Regions from separate parts of the Mus musculus genome. Here region 2 is linked to region 1. A link is a contact called in public promoter capture Hi-C data. All regions are on one chromosome and are shown on one strand. Each heading gives the region's core, a stretch centred on a gene start, on an enhancer-like site or on the middle of the called end of the contact. The rest is flanking DNA. Distances are from core to core; before and after follow the strand shown.

Evidence for each region. Promoter capture Hi-C pulls out the DNA fragments that hold promoters and counts their contacts.
Region 2: a promoter capture Hi-C map of trophoblast stem cells shows a contact between it and region 1, with 2.4 times the contacts expected there. The contact joins the promoter of Gpat2 here to the enhancer-like site in region 1. A contact is called at or near these places in 13 of 39 promoter capture datasets (the C10 cell line, the HPC-7 cell line, HPC-7-derived erythroid cells and 8 more), 1 of 15 datasets of contacts at CTCF or cohesin (the NIH/3T3 cell line), 29 of 484 Hi-C or Micro-C datasets (B cells, the C10 cell line, the G1E-ER4 cell line and 18 more), 3 of 115 datasets of contacts at active chromatin or transcription factors (cardiomyocytes, embryonic stem cells and fetal liver) and 3 of 9 other capture datasets (adipose tissue, liver and pancreatic islet).

What each region holds. Positions count from the first base shown.
Region 1 is chr2:127,384,843-127,388,180 of GRCm38.p6, reverse strand. All of the region lies in intron 1 of Gm39923 (a long non-coding RNA gene), which reads right to left. Among named protein-coding and RNA genes, the nearest start is that of Gm39923, 12 kb to the right of the region's middle. Within about 2 kb of position 1,415, at least 9 of the 459 cell types and tissues checked have an H3K27ac peak or open chromatin away from gene starts, as enhancers often do. A contact at or near this core is called in the N1E-115 cell line and trophoblast stem cells, where this site is marked.
Region 2 is chr2:127,423,565-127,426,743 of GRCm38.p6, reverse strand. It overlaps Gpat2 (glycerol-3-phosphate acyltransferase 2, mitochondrial), which reads right to left and starts at 1,545. Exons shown (of 22, transcript NM_001081089.2): 1 at 1,523-1,545.

The DNA.
Region 1 (3,338 bases), core at 166-2,665:
GAGGAGGGTTCATGTTATGCTCTAGCCGGATTCTTCCAGACTTTTCTCGGAGGTAGAACAGTAGCCTCAAAGGGCCAGCAGTATCCTTCCCTCTGGCTGTGCCAGGCCTGGCCCAACTTGGCTCAACTCTCTCCTCCTGTGCTTCAGCAAACCCCAAAGTCAGCTGCACGGGAACCTCAGGCGTCCTATCACCACCGTAGCTTCCCCACCAGTCCACCTAGGCATCCTGAGCATAGGTAGGGATGTATCTCTCTGAGCTTTCTGGTTCTTCATCTGCATTCCATCCTTGGCAGAGGCCAAAAGGAGGAAAGCCCACTCTTCTAACTTACGCACAGGGAAGACTCTCTAGAGGAGGCCATGGCAGAGAGAAGGAGGATGGAGAAAGTAGGAGGGCTGGTTTACATCTGGGCTCTGGCGTGAGAACCCCAGGCTGTCTAGCAACTTCCTGTCCTTACACCCAGCTGTCCTCAGCTACATCTGGCCAGCTGCTGGTGGATTCTAGAGTAGGGAACTATGACCAGGGAAGACCTCAGACAACAGCTGAGAGTGACCCAGGCTCCAGACTTCATTTGAGTTTTACTTGGTGGCAATTGCCTCAGTAGCTACAGTCTTTGGGCTGGGGTGGAGGGGTGTGAAGAGACAGACAGACCAGGATGGCAGAGAAGTGTCACAGAAGGGATAAAGGAGTGAGTCTCCTGAAGTGGGGCAAGGATCTTTCTCACCTTCAAAACCTTGGTCCATCCCATGCTGCTTGGCCCAGCCCAGACCAAATAAGACAAGTCTCATCTACAGATGAAAATACCGTTTGTAGATCTTGTTTTGGATAAAGCTCTATGCAGACTGGTTGTAGTATCAGGCATAGCAGAGACAGAAGGACAGAGTACTAAGAAGGACACACCAACGGAAGTCCATGCAGAATGTTGGCTCTGGCCTCAGACCCTAGAAACGGGATTCCAAGGGCTGGAGCTTCAGCAAAGGCCTCAGCTTCAGATGGATCTAAAAGGGGCCTGGAATGGAAAGGGCAGAGGAAAAAAAACCAATCAAAACAAAACTCCAGGCAGATGCCAGGTGTGGTGGCATGGGCAGGGAGATGGCAAGTCTGAGGATACAAAGCAAGACCCAAACAGAAGAGGAGAATAGGAAGAGAGGGTGGGAGTGGGGATAGAAAGGGGAGAGGGAGGGGGAAGGGAAAGCAGAAGGATGGATGTCACAGAAGCCTAGAGCAGATATCAAACCATTTCCAGTGCAGAGGGCTGTGACAGACGTAGGAAAGCATCCATTTGCCCCACCAAATGGATAGAAAGGGCACCAGTGGCTCAAAGAAAGAATTCTGCCTGAGTCCAGCTTGGTGAACTGATGGGTTTACTTGCGTTGCTCACAAGGACTGTGGGTGAGTCACAGCTACAACACAAGAAGCCCCATCCAACTGTTACTTTTACCTCATCCACTGGCAACTGGGGTCTCAGGACCCTCCATGAGGAAATGGGAATAGGCCTCGCCTCCCAAGGCCTTGTCCAGGTGAGCAGGAGGCCCTGGTGGTGTTCAACACGGAGGAAATTGCTGCAGTACAGCTGGCTAGGTGCCAGGTTCCTGGGGGACCCTCCTTGTTTCTTCTTTTCTGTAATTCTGCAAGGGCTACCACCTCATCTCACTGTGAGGAGGAAACTGAAGCGTTATTACCCTAGTCACTTCTGGGTACCTAAGATTTCTGTATGTTGGGGTACCCTAATTACTGTAACAGACTCCCCAAACCTCTGCAACCAAGAACAGGTGAGTGCGTTTCTCCCGCCCCCCCCCCTCCCCCCGCAGTCCAGACCGGGTCCAAGCAGTTACCCAGGAATCCAGGATCCACTTCCCTGGTGCTGTTGTTTTAAGCCTGTGGCCTTTAAGGACCCAGAGCAAGGGAAATGAAGGGGACTGTGCGTGCAAGACTTTTATCTGTCAGGTAGAAGGGGCATGTGTCTTGCTGGTCCCTCTTTACCTGCTGACTCATTCCCAGATGAAGGCAACACAGGAAGGGACCCCCCACAGTGCCAGGACCTGAGCCTAAAGCTACTTCTGGTCTGCATAGGAGGACTGGGCAGAGACTGCTAGGCTTGTGCCTGGCCTTCATCATATGGGCAGTAAGGAGCTGTAATCAGGCTATAATCTAGGAAGTGCCTGGGGCAAGGCTGGGCTGCAAGGAGATAAGGCTGCAGGGGAGGACATTGGGGACGTAGGACAAGGGCTCCCAGGCTGTCCCCCCCCCCCGTTCCCCCCCCCCCCCCGTGACTCCACAGAGTACCTCCAGCCTGCTGCAGAATTCATCCTCTTCCATCCTGTCCATCCCAAGAGCTCCACCCTCACCTTCTCTGCAGGGGCACTAGGAAGGACCTCAGCCCACCCAGGGAATAGCTGAGGGAGCCACTGGCACAAAGGACAATGGACCAGTGTAATTCAATTGGCGGTGTCTGGAAGCCACCTGGGCAGAAGACCAATAGATAATACCATTTGCTCATGGAAGGCATAGAGGACATCACCGAAGCCCTGCAGGAACAATTAGCTCAGGAAGTATGGCCTACAGAGAAGCCACTGCCCAGCAGCCATCACCAGCAGTCTCCTCAGGGAAGGGCCCTGTAGACTGAGACCCAGTAAGGACATTAGCAGAGCCATTTGAGAGACTAGGAGGCTGTCAGCTTCCTAAATCAGAAACACTCCCAGAAACTGGAGAATCCAGACCCAGGAGCTTATGTGTTGCTTTTGGAGTCACGTCTATGCCATCAGGATTCTCATACATTAAGAACATGATTGGGGAGGCTGAACAAGGATCTTGTGGTAGAACCTGTACTTAGCATGCACAAGCCCCAGGAGCCTCTATTCAATCCCTAGCATCGCACCACCACCACCATCACCAAAAAAAAAAAAAAAAAAAAAAAAAAGCAGCCTGATAGGTCTTCACAAGACTCGGTCTTCACAAGACTCAGTGTACTAGCACCATACAGAGGTGCATCCCACTGCTGGGTATATACCCAGAAGAAAGAAGGATGAACCTGGAGGACAATAATGCTAAGTGAGAGAAACCAGACCCAAATGGCCACTTCCATTAAATCTTCCTGCGAGGTAAATCCAGAGACAGAAAGTGGATTCAAGGCTGCTGGAGATGGGGGAGGAAAGTGTAGAAGCTTCGTGAGAGCATCTTCTGGTGCTGAAAGCATTTTAGAGTGAGCCAGTGGAGGAGGTTGCACAATTTGGGACAGCACCATCCACTGGCTGTGCATGTGTGTGTGTGTGTGTGTGTGTGTGTGTGTGTGTGTGCACGTGCAAGTGCCTCTCTGTGTATGCATGTGTGATATGTGTGT
Region 2 (3,179 bases), core at 296-2,795, 38 kb before region 1:
TTTATATTCTTTTTATTCCCCAACTCAATCACATTAACTGCACGCTAGCCTGAGAGTGCCTTTTTGAGTTTTGAGACCACAAATTGTTAGTTCATGATACATCTAGATTCTTCTTTCTCCATGAGTTCCAGGGCCCAAGGCAGCCAGAAAAGCAGCCTTGTGGAGCCCTCGGGGTTCCCATCTCACTTCCCTCACATCATCTGAAAGTCGTCCTGAGGGTAAGAATTGCAAATAATTCATGTGTAGACCCAGCAATTAAGTGGTATGGAAAGGGCCCAGGAGAGCCAGATGCCTGTGGCTTAGTTTCCAGGGTTCCTCTGGTGCTCCTCCTCTGCCCCTTGGTGCTATTTAGCACCATGAAGCCAAGCAGTAACCGGATCCTGATTGATGTATACACAGGCCCTGGAGATCTCATTTCAGATGCATCCCCTACTTTAAAAAATGTTCTCACAGCCCCATTCAGACCCTAAGCACAGAGAAGCCCAAGGTCAAGGCTGCAATGTAAGGAGGCCTGCCTCCTTTGCAAGGAAGACGTTTGACACTCCTCAGCTTGAGACTCCTAACCTCAAAATCTAACCCCACCGACCAATGCTGGCCCTAAAATAACAGATTAAAAGACAAGGCATGGAGCATTCTCATGAGCCAATTAAGCCAACTACCTAGCTCATGAAATCCAGGTCAGTTGGGGACAGCTCACTCACGCTTTTTAAGACACTGTCTTGCTATTTTGCCCCGACCAGCTTTGAATTCTCCATCCTCCTCCCTCTGTTTCTCAAACACCACTATTACAGACACATCTGGCAAGCAAGATCCCTAAGTGAGGGCCACTGGCAGTCTGTGTAGATGCACACTCTTCCCCGAGGGCCAGTACAGTTCACAGGCATCTTCTCGCTGACTATATGACGTGCTTAAACATTAGGAATTAAGGCCAACGTTTAAAAGCAGAGAGCTTGTTATATAAAGAGCGGGGGTTTCCAGCTGCTGCTGTAAAAATAACTTTGAGATGTGGTATCTGAGCAGATACCCAACAGGGCCTCGGCTCGGGGGCGCCCAGAAGCCACGTCCCTTCCACTCTGAGTCCTCCCACCCGCACTACACAGGTGGCACTTGGTGCCTGGCTCTTATGTAGCTCTTCACCAAAGGCTAAAATGCAACACACACATCCCCAATGTTCCTGCCCTACTAACCATCACAGAACTTAACTTTAAAAAGTTCTCAGCTGCAGCAAATACCCCTACGCCTGCAAGGAAGGTTCTCGCCAAAACCAAGATGGAGGGCAGGGCCTGTCTCCGAGGCGGCACCGGAAGTCCATCCTTGCCTGCTCTCTGAGTCTCAGGTGCCACAAGCCAAGCAAAGGGCAAAGTGGGGCTCTCCAGGGCCACCAGCTTGCCTCTGACTGTTTGTCTGTGAGACACGCCCACCAGCCCGAGTTCCACATCAGTCCCTGCCTGACCCAAAGCCAAGCCCAGCCCAGCCCAACCCAGCCTGGTCCAATCCGGCACACGAGTCTCAGGAAGCTCACCTCACACCAGCCGCCAACTCCCGCCAAACAGCCGTGTGACTGAGCCGACGAAGCCGGAAACTGGGCTCTGCGCATGCGCCTCAGCAGCTGAGGGGCCAGCCAATCAGAACGCGCTCTAGGCTCGAAGCCCCATCCCTTGACACCCTATATGCTCTGCTGGACTTGCTGCCTGTACCACATGATCACTGCTCCCTCCACGCCCATCACCCACAACTCGCTGCAAGTGTTGAGAGTTTGTTGGGGAGAGGACATTCTGGCTTAGGAACCTGCTTGTCCTAATCTGGAAGTGTGGAATGCAAAGGACCCAAGGAGGGGAGTCTTAAAAAGGATGTGGGGAGGATAGTGTACACCTCTCATCCCAGCACACGAGAGGCAAAGGCGGATGGATCTTTGTGAGTTCGAGTCTAGCCTGATCTACATAGCAAGTTCCAGGTCACCCAGAACTACATAGTGAGACTCTGTCTCAAAATAAATTACGTGTGTGTGTGTGTGTGTGTGTGTGTGTGTGTGATCTATATATGTGCATGTGTGGCTTTGTGGGGGTATGCACATGTGTGGTCAGAAGAGGGCTTGGATCTGGAATTGGAGTTAACAAGAGCGCAGTGGTCCCTCACGAGTCCCGGGAACTAAAGACCCATAGCAGAAGGTGAGAACCAATTACCCCAAGCTATCCTTTGACCTCCTCACTTGTATACACAAAATAAAGACGTGTGTTTTTTTAAAGGAGAACCTGAGCTGAGCACCAGCACTTATCTGTTTTCTGCTTCCTGCCAAGCTATGATGTGGTCAGCAGCCTCATGGTCCTCTGCCATGCTTTCCCAGCCAAGATGTCCAGTGCCCTCAAACTGTGAACCACAACAAGCCCTTCTTTCCTAGAGTGGCTTTTGGTCAGCTGTTTGGTTACATCAACAGGCAAAGTGTATAAAGATGAGAGTGGGGTCATTTAGGTAATCGGCTCTGAGCACTCTAGGAACAAAGGACATATGGGTTCCTTCATCATTTCACTGTTGCAGCAAGCCACCAAGAGACCAGCCCTGAAAGGTCTCCACAGGACCGGGAAAGTGACTCAGCAGATAGGAGTTCATATTGCTCTTCCAGAGGACCTGAGTTCAGGGTCCAACAACTACATCAGGTGGCTCACAGCTGCCTGTAACTCCAACTTCAGGGATCTAGCACCCTCTCCTGGTCTCCTCAGGTAACTACACTCATGTGCACATACCCACACACAAACAAATGTTTTAAAAATAACAACTTTAAAAGGTTAGTGCAATATAAAATAAATTGGGGGGAGGTATTCCCTGTACCCCCAGCCCACGTGACAGCCCACTGACCTCCAGTTTCAGAACCTGTGAGGCCATGGGTCCCAAGAGCTGGCTCTTATTCCTAACCTCTACCTCTCCTCCACCGACATTCCCCTTGAGGGTATAGCCACTGTGTTCCCTGCTTTGTGCCATTTTGTGTCCCTCAAGGCCCAAGGGTCTCTTTCGTGGCTTGTGTGTGTGTGTGTGTGTGTGTGTGTGTTTTGAGGCTGGTCTCAAATTTGCCATGAAACAGAGGGTGGCCTTGAACACCTGACCTTTCTGTCTCTTCCTCCTCAGGAACAGCATCACCAGCTTCACATGTTGTATCTGGCTCCCATGTTAACTGTTGTTTTGTA